2 separate regions of the Mus musculus genome follow, and region 1 is linked to region 2. A link is a contact called in public HiChIP or PLAC-seq data. All regions are on one chromosome and are shown on one strand. The core of a region is the stretch at or near the end of the contact, and the rest is flanking DNA. Distances in the headings are between cores, read along the strand shown. Region 1 holds the start of Tmem253 (transmembrane protein 253). Region 2 has its middle 22 kb from the start of Arhgef40.

Region 1 (6,157 bases), core at 249-2,748, 55 kb before region 2:
TATGTTCAAGACCATCCTGAGTAACTTATGGGGGTGGGGGCTGAGGCTTTAGCCCAGGGCTAGTGTTTGCCTACTGCGCATGTGTTTCTGGGTTCAGTCTCACACACACACACACACACACACACACACACACACACACACACACACACCAAACAAGCAACTAACAAATGTCTGCTCCTATTTCCCTACTTTCAAACAGGATGGTTAGCTTTCTGACATTCTTACTTAATTGCTTCAGTCAGGGACAGACACCTGAGAGGATAAATCCCTTTTTTGGTTGAGGTGTGTGTGTGTGTGTGTGTGTGTGTGTGCACTGGGAGAATGGGAGGAGGCCTCTATTCTCTTGTCTCACCTTCCAGATGCAAGGTGCTCTTCGGAGTTCAAGGGTGATAATGCCAGTGAGGAGGCCCTAAATGGTTAGAAGGGCAAACTGTGAACTCTAGCTTTGTTAGAGAGGCCCCCCCCCAACCTTTCTCTCACCCTCCCTATGGTGGGTCTTACCGAGGCTCCGGGCCAAAGTGGCAGTGCTGTGACCAGGTGACAGGCAGAGGTCAAGCAGGAAACTGAGATAGTAAAGGGGACCATAGCTATTGCCAGCCACACTTGGCTCACCTGGAAGCCAGACAGGGCAGTTAGAGGGGACTACTGGGGACTTTTCCCTCTGCACAGTATTTTCCTCGTTTAGATATCATTAGTTAGGATAAATGCTTAGTAAAGTACCTGTGCGAAGGCAGACTAAAAATTGAGATTTTTTTTTTTTTGGTTTTTCGAGACAGGGTTTCTCTGTGTAACCCTGGCTGTCCTGGAATTCACTTTGTAGACCAGGCTGGCCTCGAACTCAGAAATCCGCCTGCCTCTGTCTCCTGAGTGCTGGGATTAAAGGCGTGCGCCACCACACCCAGCTAAAAAGTGAGATCAGAAATGAGATGCCCCTTTGTTCTTTCTGTCTCATTTTATAGTTCGCTTACCTTCATGTTTTCCCCAAAGGTAAAGGCAAGCTACTTGGAAATGAAGGGTTTTGCTTTGTTAATTTGTACATTTCTTTCTTCCCCCCACCCCCAGTCCCCAGCACAGTTTCTGGTGCATGGTTTGTGCTCACTGAACATGAGTGGAATTGAACTGTGTACAGTCAGCGAAAACCTGAAGCGGGGCAACCTGGCCTCACCGCCAGCACCAGTAGGCGTCCACTTTGCTTGTGTCTTGCCCAGTGCTGTAGCTTTTCCAGGCGAACGCTGGGTCTCTCCTGTCTTGGCTGATTAGCATTTTGATCCATTGCTCGCTTGACTGTAAGAGTGGTATTTCCTAGGCTGCAAAAAATTCATTATGGGGCTTTTCAGGAAATGGGAACACACAACATCTCTTTCATTGACCCCTCTGCCCACTCCTAATTCAGGGTTGAGGCCCAGAAACCTTACACCTACCTGAAGCGGTCACTCCAATGGGTTGCAACTCCGCTGGGTCACAGTACTCCTTAGGGGCCTGGTAGCTCAGAGCAGACAGTCTTTTCCTGGCACATAGTCTGTCAGAGAGCTGAGGTGTGGTGGGGCAAAGGTCACTATGAGGGCCTAAAGATTCAGGGAGTGGCCTTCCTAGACAGGAGCCTCAGCTCACTCCACTGGCCGGCCACCCAGCCTGCCTCAGTAGTCCCCCTTTATTGCCCTCTTTCTGCCCTTCCTCAGGGTTCACTTACTTCATCGCTCTGGACAAAATCGTCCTAGACCTCAGTCTCCCTTATTTCCATTCAGTCTTTGTTCTTTGGCTTCCTCCTCAAGTTACTCATTCTGCCCTAGTGAGAGTCTGTGTTACTGTCTGGATTGCTCCACTGGGAACCCTGTTCCCAGACCAGTTTTCATCCCCGCTCCCCTGGTTTCTCTGGGCAGTTTCTTTTCCTCACTTTTTTCTAAGGGTGACACTAAGGATCCATCCCAGGGTTTTGACTAGTTGATTAAAGGGAGGGAAAGCCTTGTACACTGGGGATTGTTTCTGACCCAGTGAAGACCCGGTACCTAGGTGCTGGTTTGGAAAAGATCTATACCAACAATATTTTTGCATTACAAAGGTCTCCAAAGGCCTGGGCTAGAATCGCAGTTCTGTCACCCTTTCAGGACCGTGACCTTGGCTACATTATTTTACCTAATTGAACTCCACTTCATTCCCTGATAATCAGAACTAACTACAATCTCCCCCTCCCCCAAAGGGAAGTTGATTCCTGGGTGGGTAGGGCGCCATTAATGGTGCTGAGAAGGTCATGTACAGATGTGATTGCTGTATGTGATTGCTGTACATATTACCACAGGGCTTGCCCAGAAGCTAAGGTGAGAACATTTATTTCCACATTTAAGAAAGAGAGCCAGCTGGCCTGAATGTATACCTTACCGAGCTAGTACAGGAAAGAGCCTGAGGTCTCGAGATGATACTCCCTGTGCCTGGGTCCCTGGTCTATCTGGCTGACCTCAGTCAAGTTGCTTAATCTGTTTCCTTATCTGTAAAAAGGAAATGAACAATACCAATCTCAAGGGGTTGCCTTGAGCATGAAGAGAAAATGCATAGGAATTAGCTTAGCCCGGTACACACCACAGAAGGAGGTGGCTATTATTTATAACCACCATAAATAAAAGAAACTGAGCCAGAAGATCCCAGGGAGCGGAGGCCCAGGAGGAAGGGGGAGAAAACTAGCTTTCCTCATGAGCCACTTCTGCCCTACTGCCCAGCCAACACCACTGGAGCACTGTATCCATGCTGATTTCCTGGGCACTGGGGACCCAAGTTTAAAGGGAACCAGACAAATTGTGCCTAGTTCCTGTCTTTTCAATCACCAAGAGAGTCGATTTTATTTAATGGCAAGGTTGAGATAGAGGCCTTACGATGTCCCTGAATTTGCAGGTCAGTGGAAGGAGAGAACCTACTTTTTCTGTAAATGGAGGTTATATGAGAGAGGATTACTGGAAAGATCTCATGCTGCTAAATACGTGAACAATCATCGAGTAAATATTGACTAAATCTGAGTATGCCACTTAGGAGTGTGCAACTACTGTTTGGGCTATAATCGTGCCGAGAGAAAGTAACACATCCCCTTCTCTCTGCATACCCCCAGTGTCGAGCACAGCGCCGGGTGCTTGGTAAGCACTCAGTAAATATTGTTGCATTGAAGAGCCATTAAAGTGTCTTAAAGAACGGAAAATAGAATTCGTGAAGCAGGAGCGAGAAGTGTTTATCAAGACCGGCAAAGGCGGAAGAGTAACTTTAATAATGTTTCTTGTACGGCAGACATTAACTATCTCTATAATCGCCCCTCCTCCTCTCCCAAAAGAGAGACAAATTGTAAGGGAGAGGCTTTGAGATAAAACCCCAGGAAGAACTTCCCGAGCCTGTGCATGTTGGGGCAGAAGCAGCGGCAGAGCCAACTCCTTCCCTGGTATGTCCGGGTCTAGGGTGGGAGGGGCAGCCTGCTTGGAGGCTGGGGGAAGGACAAGATGACCTTTCACAATCTCCTCCAGTCCCCTCGAGGAACGGTCTGCGCGCCCCACCCCCGCCCCCTCCTCCTCGCGCGACGCCCCGGGCCCCCCCAAGGCCCGCACCCCCTGGCGGCCGCCTCTTGCCGCTCCGGGGGTCCCCCGGCCCCGGAGCCCGAGCGCGCTGCCGGCCGCGCCGCCCCCCGCATGCTAATGGCCCGGCCGCCTCCCGCCGCACACAATGCGGGCCGGGCCGGGGGCGGAGGGCCGGGGAGGGGCGGGGGCCGGGCCGGGGGCGGGGGGGCCGGGGCCCGGCGCATCTCCCCCGGCCCCACGTAACGCTGACGCCCGCGCCGCCGGCCCGCCGCCGCCGCCGCCCGCGCCGCCGCCCGCCCGCCGGGGCTCGTGAGTAGCCGCTCCCCCCGCGCCCCCCCGCCGCCGCCCTCCCCGCCCCTCCCGGAGGGGGCGCGCGCGGAGCAGGTGCAGGGGGCGGGGGCGGGGGAGGGGCGCCGCGCGGCCCCGGCAAACTTCGCCCGCCGCTTCGGGGGGCGGGGTGGGGGCGGCGGGGCCGGCGTGAGAGTTGGGGTGGGGGGTCCGAGGAGGGGGCCAGGTGGGGGAGCCGGGAGCCCCGCACGGAGGGGAGGGCCGCGGCGCGGGGCGGGGGCGCGCGGCTTTGTAGGGACCGTGAGGCCGGGCGCCGCGGCCTGGGGTGCAGGGGGCCTGGGGGTGCGCGGTGGGAGAGCCGTGAGCACAGTGGAGGTGCGCCCCAGCCCAGGTGCAGCGGGTGGGGGTGGGGGGAAGGAGCCCTAACTCTCGGGGACCGGCAGGGCACGGGGCGGGGGAGGGGAGAGGATGGGGGTGCTTCTCTCTGTGTCCCAAACAAAGTGTCACAAAGAGCTCGGCCGGCGGCAGCCGCGGAGGCGGCTGTAACTCCGCTTTTGTTCTCCTGGCCCGGGGTAGCTGAGCTCTGGCCTCCCTATCTCCCAACCCTGCCCCCATTCTCCTCCTGGTTTATTTTCCACGGGTGGAGTGTGAGGTGTGCTGGTGGAGTCTCTCGTGTGAGATCACAGGTCCTGCTCTGCTTGCGTACCAGTTTTTGAGAGGGGTATTTTCCCAGATCATCTCCTACCCACCTCTCAGCCTGAGAACTGAGGCTCATACAGGCACTAACACTGACTTTTTAGGGCCAGCTCTAGTTAAAGAGACTTAAGGCTGTATACATGTCCTCCTTACTCCCCAATCCCAGGCTCCTCAGAACTTTCAGAATGGGGTCAAGTTAGGACATGCTAGAACATGGGTCTAGGATAAGATTGTGTGTGTGTGTGTGTGTGTGTGTGTGTGTGTGTGTGTATTGTACCTCCCTCTCACCTCTTCATAGTTACTATGGGAGCCAATAACTGAAATTTCATGCTGTTCCCCCCCGCACCCCTCCCCCCCCAGTCCTTTCCCCAAGAACTCATTTTAAAAGGTGTCCAGGTTCAGTGTAATGTGGATTTGAAACAGCTCTCAGAGCATCCAGGTTCAGAGAGCCATGGAGAGACCTTACAAGTGAGTTGTTCTCTTGTGTGTGTTCTCCAGGTGGTCTTGACTCTGGACTATCTAATAAGCCCCCTTTCCATTTACTCTCATCTAGCACTGGGGTTCGTATTTGTTAGCTGATTTAGGAGAGGGGAGATTGCCGACGAGAGGGGGAAAGAAATCATATGTTGGGGATGGCCAGAGACAGAGGCCTAATTACTGCTAGGCCCCAGAGACTCTGATCTTTTTTACTGAATACTTGACCTTAAAAATCTTCGAATCACAAGATTTGGGGTGGGAGGGGCAGCTTTCTCAGTCCTTTATTTGATGGATTCTTCCGTACGTACGTCTTTTCACCATCCATTCATTCTCAGTAGGATTTGCACTTACCACTTCTGCATCGGCTCTCCTAGTCTGTGAAAGTAATTGGCCTGTTGCTTTGGAAATATTTCTAATTTGTAACACTGGTCCTGCATCCCTGCAAAAATACAAACAGGAACAAGGTAACCCTTGATTCCCACTGTGTGTGGAAAGTAGGTCAGTACCACTCTCTGGCCAAGGCTCAGAGGTGGTGTTTTAAGCCTTGAGTATAGAAAAATGTGAGGATTGTCCACAGACAATACATGTCTGACTTAGGTTCCAAACCAGGTCACAGACTCCGTCTCTGTTGGAACTCCCTTATTGAGAGCAATTTATGAGCTCTGGTGCCCGAGACCTGGTTTGATGTAGAAATGACGGAAGCCATCTTGACTGGGCCTAGGAGGTCTCGGTGGATTTTTACTGATTTTAGGCCGCCTTCTGGGGAACTTCCCCTGAGGAGAAATCCATTTGTACCTTCTAATGCGTCTCTGCTTTCCACCCTGGAAACTGCTACATGCAGAAGTGTGGGGGTCCTTGTTCTGGTGAGGAAGACCTGCCTTTTTTCTCCTCTTTTTGCCTCAGATATTAGGCCATTTTTCTAGGACACATTTTGCTTAGTGTTTTACAGGCAATTTTAGAGACCCGAGAATCTTCTCAGAATCAGAATATGTGCCCATAGGTTAGTCAGCTATGACCATGCAGTATTCACACACACACCCCTCCCAGCCATCTGCTTCCTCTGAATATACCAGATTGGCTGTACACCAGGATGTTCCGGGAATCCCCAGGAAAGCAACAGAATGTGATGGACTCCAATACGATGCCTC
Region 2 (5,734 bases), core at 2,129-4,628:
TACCCCACCCCCAACCCCCGCCCCCATCATGGCTCTGGCAGTGAGCATGGGAGAGCTGGCAGACCGACCAACTCAGCTACCACCCAGGTCCAGATCCAGGGCTTTGAGTTGGCCCAACCCAACATCTACCCCATCCACAAACTGCTATAGCACATGAAGGGCCCGGTCCTGCATATCCAAAGCTGCAAGATCTCCACTATACAGGGCAACAACAGGATATCCCAGAGGGGTCCCAGTGAGGATCCAGTATTGGTAGTGTAGCCAGAGGCCTCAAACCAGACCAATGATTCACTGCAATGAACATTTGCAAGAAAAGCTGTTTAGACAAAAGCTTGGTATGTGTGATACATACCAAGACACACCACATCTTCCACAGTGAAAGATTTTGCTTTGTTTGTTTTCTTTTGGTGGGGAGATTTCTTTTGGGTGGAGGGTGGATATGGAGGAGATGGGGAGATGAATGGGATTGGGGTGCCCCCTCAAGCCTATCTTTAGGGTCCTGAAGTAGTATGTATGAATGTATGTATGTATGTATATGTATGTATGATATGAAATTCACAAAGAATTAATAAAAAGTTTAAAAATGATTTTAAAAAGAGAACTTATGTGACCAGAGTTTATTAAAACCAAACCAAACCAAACCAAACCAAACCAAACCAAACCAAACCAAACCAAACCAAACCAAACCAAATCAAACCAAACCAAAAACCTTTGATACAAATAACATAAGAAAACAACCAAAAATATATTAATACAACTGTTATAGACACATGTCACAGTTATATGACATTAGGTTCACTCAGTTGAGGAAAAAAAGGAGTAAGTTTACTGTATTTCTTTAAGACAGGGGAAAGGCTTGGTAACACAAAAGATCATAGGTGAAGTTTGTCATGTATACTTCAGGTTCTCTCTCTCTCTCTTCACCCCTTTGCTGAAGGGGGTGTTTTCTAATTGTGTCTCAGACTGCTGGTGGTCACAACTTGTGTCAAGTCAGGTGAGGCCACTTGACCACAGCAATCAAATTAAAAGAGCAAACTTAAAAGTGGAAAGCAGGAAAGGCAGATGTATTTAATGTAGTCACATGGGAAAGACAGACAGAGATCCTGCAAACTCCTCAAGCCTATCTTTAGGGTCCTGAAGTAGTGTGTGTGTGTGTGTGTGTATGTATGTATGTATGTATGTAAGTATGTATGTATGTATGTATGTATGCATTATGTATAGGTATGTACACACACACTTACACACATATACATACACACTCACACAGCCAAGGGTATGCACATCTAAGCAGTCTTGGTCAAGGTACTGCTATGACCACCACTGACTCTTCTTCATTCCCTAGGTTTTAGTTTCATCTCATAAGGTTGTTTGACAAGTTATTCAAACTGAAATCTCTTTCAGAGAGGCAAATTCAGTTCTGCCTGGAGTTCTTTCCCTCTCAAGGCATGAGATTTCCATCAAAACTCCTATATCCTTAGGGCCCATTCTTGCAACTGTCTGGTGATTAGACTGAGAGACATAAGTGTCTGTTTAGAGTGTCTTTTTATCTACCAGACCCACTACATGAGAGGAATCAAGTTTTCAGAGATGTTCTCCCCCCCCAAAAGCCACGTGTTATTACATAAGTCCCAGAAGCAGAGTATGCATGGGTCTAGGGAATGTCCACTTTGATGTTAGCTCACTCAAATATTTAGTGGGTTTCTTGTGAGAAAAACAGAAGCAAAGCAACACCAGAGCCCATGTTTAATAGGATGGCTCAGCCAAATGACAGACGGGGAAACTCCCCAAGATGCTTGAAGATGTTGTCAGTGAAAATCCTCAGGAATGTTGGCCACAGAGGTGACACAGACATGGCTTAATTTGATTGTCATTAACCTGAATTCCCCTAAGCTGTAGGGACCTCCCAGGGGCACAAACAGGGGTGGGGAGACTGAGGTGGGGCGGTTAGACTGAAATTTTTGGCTCTAAGGCTGAAAGGAAGCTTAGGGCTGGTTTGTATAATAAGCATGAGAGTTAAAAGAAAAAGCTGCTCAAGGGAAACTAAAAAATCAGAGATAAAGAAGCCAGGCCAGAGAAGAGGGAGTTACTTTAGAATTTACCTGTGATTGTGATAAAAAGATTTATTGTTCTTTTTTTTCTTTAAGATTGATGTATTATTTTTTCTGTATACAGCATTCTGCCTGCATGTCTGTCTGAAGGCCAGAAGAGGGTTCCAGATCTCATTATAGATGGTTATGAGCCACCATGTGGTTGCTGGGAATTGAACTAGGAACCTCTGGAAGAGCAACCAGAGCTCTTAACCTCTGAGCCATCTCTCCAGCCCAATAAAAAGATTTATTAATTCATCGTTTTAGCACCCATTTTAGCTCACAGGTACAGATTTTTCTTTGAAGAGCTCTTTATTATTAATGGGGGGGGCTTGTTTGTTTGGCTTTTGAGACACAGTTCTCTGCTAACCATTCTTGTTGTCCTGGAACTCGTTATGTAGACCACGCTGGACTTGAACTCATAGAGATCCTCCTACCTCTATCTCTGGAGTGCAGGGATTAAAATGTGCACCATCACCTCCTGGCACTCTTTATTGTTGTTGTTGTTATTATTATGAGTTACCACTTCTATTTTTTTACTCCCAGATCATCTCACATTTTAGTTAAGGCAGCCTGCTTTTGTGTGTGTGCGTGTGCGTGTGCGTGTGTGTGTGTGTGTGTGTGTGTGTGTGTGTGTGTGTGTGTGTGCTTTAACTTCATTGTCTAGGACTTAGTTAAGTGTACAATATAAAGCAGTTTGGAGGTAGGAAATGTTTCTCTTCATCTTTTTAAATACTTGGAAGTTAGTAGTTATCATTATATAAAATCAGCTAGAGTACCCGATGGCAGTTTATTTCCAAACATTTCCTTCTTTTGGAAAACTTGTTCCCCATATATACATATACATAAACACATATACATATAAAAATACAAACACATATACATACATAAACATACACACACACTTCCATATATATATATATACACACACACACATATATATATATATATATATATACACACACACACACATACATAGATGCATACAAACAGACACACACACACACACACACACACACACACACACACACACCACACATGGATCAACTCAGCATGTCCTCTGAGACCATATTTTCCAACTGGGTCTTTGGGTTATCTTGTATCTCACTCAAATGTGAAGGGGTTTAAGACACTGAGTGAACCGAGTCAAGTGAGTCTTCCTGGGGTTAGTCAGTAAACGTCCTTCTGACCAGGGATCCGGGTTTGTTGGGTTGCTTCTCCCAGACCCCTCCACACTTTGTGTGGGAGGGAACAAGTGCCTCTTTTCTTCAGTGCCTTTATCATCAGGAGAAACAAGTGCCTCTTGTCTTATCGCCAGGCGCTCACAAAATTCCTAAGCTAAAGTCTTTGGTGAGGTCACTGGAGAAGCAGCAGAAAGACGGAAGATCGTGCATTTGAGGAAGAGTGTCAGGAGACAAAAGCCAAAAGATAATAAATCAAAACTTTTCAAAGACGATGAAAACCAAGACAAATAAAACAAAAACCAAAATGCACTCAAAGTTCTAGAAGTGAACAAAATACTGAAAACAAGCTAGACAGTCGGAATCCAGAATCCCGTTAGAGGTAAAAGAGCAAGGAAAGAAATCAAACCCAATGTCTAGACCAAAATGCTTTCAGGGCAAACAAATTAGACACTCTAAACTAAATACTTTGAAAACAGACCAAAAAGGTGTTTGACAAAGGATTCTTGTTAACCAACTCAGAATAAACAAAATAGATCATGGACCAACCAACTTAAGGGAGGTCCAGAGCCCTGAACAGAACTCAGCAATAGTAGGATTGAGGAAGTAACCTTAGGGGGGCCTGGACTCAGTGGGACTCCTTCCATGCAGCTGTTCTTCCGGTGGAAAGTGGATCACTCTCAAAGTCCCATGTTGTGAAGTCACAGCTGCTGGTGCAAACCCCACAACTTTCATTTTAAAGGGAATAAGGGATGGTTTATTCTGGAGAGCCAGTCTGAGTAAGCACAGCCCAGGAACACAGATGTTCCAGCAAGTGTTCTCAACTGTTGAGCCGTCTTTCCAACGTCTATTTTCAAGTGTATTTATTTTGAGTGTAAGCATTGGTCTGCATGTATGTTAATGTACCACAGGCACATGGTGCCTACAGAAGCCAGAAGATAGCAGCAGACGCCCTGAAACTGCAGTTACAGACAGTTATGAGCAGTCTTGTAGGTATTGGTACCTGAATCTGGGTCCTTTGTAAGAATAGAAAGTGGTCTTAACCACTGAGTCACCTCTTCAGCTTCTAATTTGTTTTTAAATATTTATTACTGTATGTGTGCAGTATTTTTATCTGCTCTGCACAGGTGTGGAAGTAAGAGGACATTTTTGGGAAATCAGCTTTTACCTTCTACCTTACTGAGACAAGTTTTTTTTTTTCCTTTTCTTTTTAAATTTGTTTTTATTTTTATATTCATTGGTATTTTACCTGCATGTCTGTCTGTCTAAAGGTGTCAGAAGTCCTGGAACTGGAGTTAGGCAGGTGTGAGTTGCCACATGGGTGCTGGGAACTGAACCTGGGTCCTTTGGAAGAGCAGTTAGCCATTTCTCCAGCCCCCCCCCCCAAGACAAGTTTTCTGATTGTGTCTGAAGTCTCAAAATGTATTCCAAGCTAGTTGGCTATGGTGGTTTGAAGTAAGAATGGCCCCCAAAGGCTCATGCGCTTAGTTACCAGGGAGTGGAACTGTTTGAAAGGATTAGAAGGATTAAACAGTGTGGCCTTGTTAGAGGAAGAAATATGTCACTGGAAATGGTCTTTGAAGTTTCAAAAGCCCATACCAAGCCCAGACTCTCTCCTTTCTCTCTCCTCTCTCCTCTCTTCTCTCTTCTCTCTCTCTCTCTCTCTCTCTCTCTCTCTCTCTCTCTCTCTCTCTCTCTCTTTCTCTCTCTCTCTCTCTCTTTCTCCCTCTGCCGCCCCCCCTGCCCCCACTCTTCCTGTGGAACAGGATATTGTTCTCATCTTACTGTTCTAGTGCCATTCATTCTGGGATGCTCACTGTTGTGAAGATAATGGGTTAAACCTTGGAAACAGTAAGCAAGTCCCCAATTGAATGTTTTCTTTTTATGAGTCATTGTGTTTCTCCCCAGCAATGGAACAGTGACTAAGACAGGAAGCTTTAGAGAAAGAGTGAGCAAGTCCAAAGTACCAGGAAAAGCACACCTGGACTCTGGCCAGCATTTGAAAGACAGAGAGAAAGAGAAAAAGCGACATCTTTTTTAGTCAGAATTCAGAAAGATGAGCAGATCTAACAGGACCTCATGGTGGACAGTGAACAAACACACGAGGTGGGAATTCTGGGAAGGAAAAGTGCATTAGTTCACTACAGGGCCAAATATTCCTCCTACCTCCTTATCATTAAGGTGGATCTACCTTTCTGAGGGCTGGTCCCTTAGCCAGATGATTGTCCTGCCCACCTCTTAACTCTTAAAGGAGAAGACAATGCCATGCCTCCACCCAGAGGTAGACCCCATTTTCAGTGTAGTGTTTCCCACTCTGAAGAGGCAACCATAAAAATCCTTCAGGATGTGGGCTGAAATTGGAGAATAGGTGTAGCCAGTCTCTACCATGTAAGTCTGGAGATCTAGTCCCCGAAATTCTTCCCCATAGATTAATGACTTGACTGAGATTTTGGTTCATACCCTCAC

The links. HiChIP or PLAC-seq counts read pairs in DNA pulled down with a chosen protein or histone mark.
Region 1: a contact with region 2 is called in an H3K27ac HiChIP or PLAC-seq map of extraembryonic endoderm stem cells. The contact joins the promoter of Tmem253 here to the enhancer-like site in region 2. A contact is called at or near these places in 24 of 39 promoter capture datasets (the 3T3-L1 cell line, 3T3-L1-derived adipocytes, the HPC-7 cell line and 16 more), 2 of 484 Hi-C or Micro-C datasets (bone marrow-derived dendritic cells and liver), 5 of 115 datasets of contacts at active chromatin or transcription factors (CD8 T cells, embryonic stem cells, extraembryonic endoderm stem cells and 1 more) and 3 of 9 other capture datasets (adipose tissue, liver and pancreatic islet).

Annotation. Positions count from the first base shown.
Region 1 is chr14:52,012,206-52,018,362 of GRCm38.p6, reverse strand. It overlaps Tmem253 (transmembrane protein 253), which reads right to left and starts at 1,498. Exons shown (of 7, transcript NM_001033805.3): 1 at 1,422-1,498; 2 at 1,166-1,307; 3 at 502-612; 4 at 353-409. The coding sequence starts at 1,273. The region is part of intron 1 of Zfp219 (zinc finger protein 219); the gene reads left to right.
Region 2 is chr14:51,959,950-51,965,683 of GRCm38.p6, reverse strand. No RefSeq gene overlaps it. Among named protein-coding and RNA genes, the nearest start is that of Arhgef40, 22 kb to the left of the region's middle. Within about 2 kb of position 3,378, at least 9 of the 459 cell types and tissues checked have an H3K27ac peak or open chromatin away from gene starts, as enhancers often do. A contact at or near this core is called in extraembryonic endoderm stem cells, where this site is marked.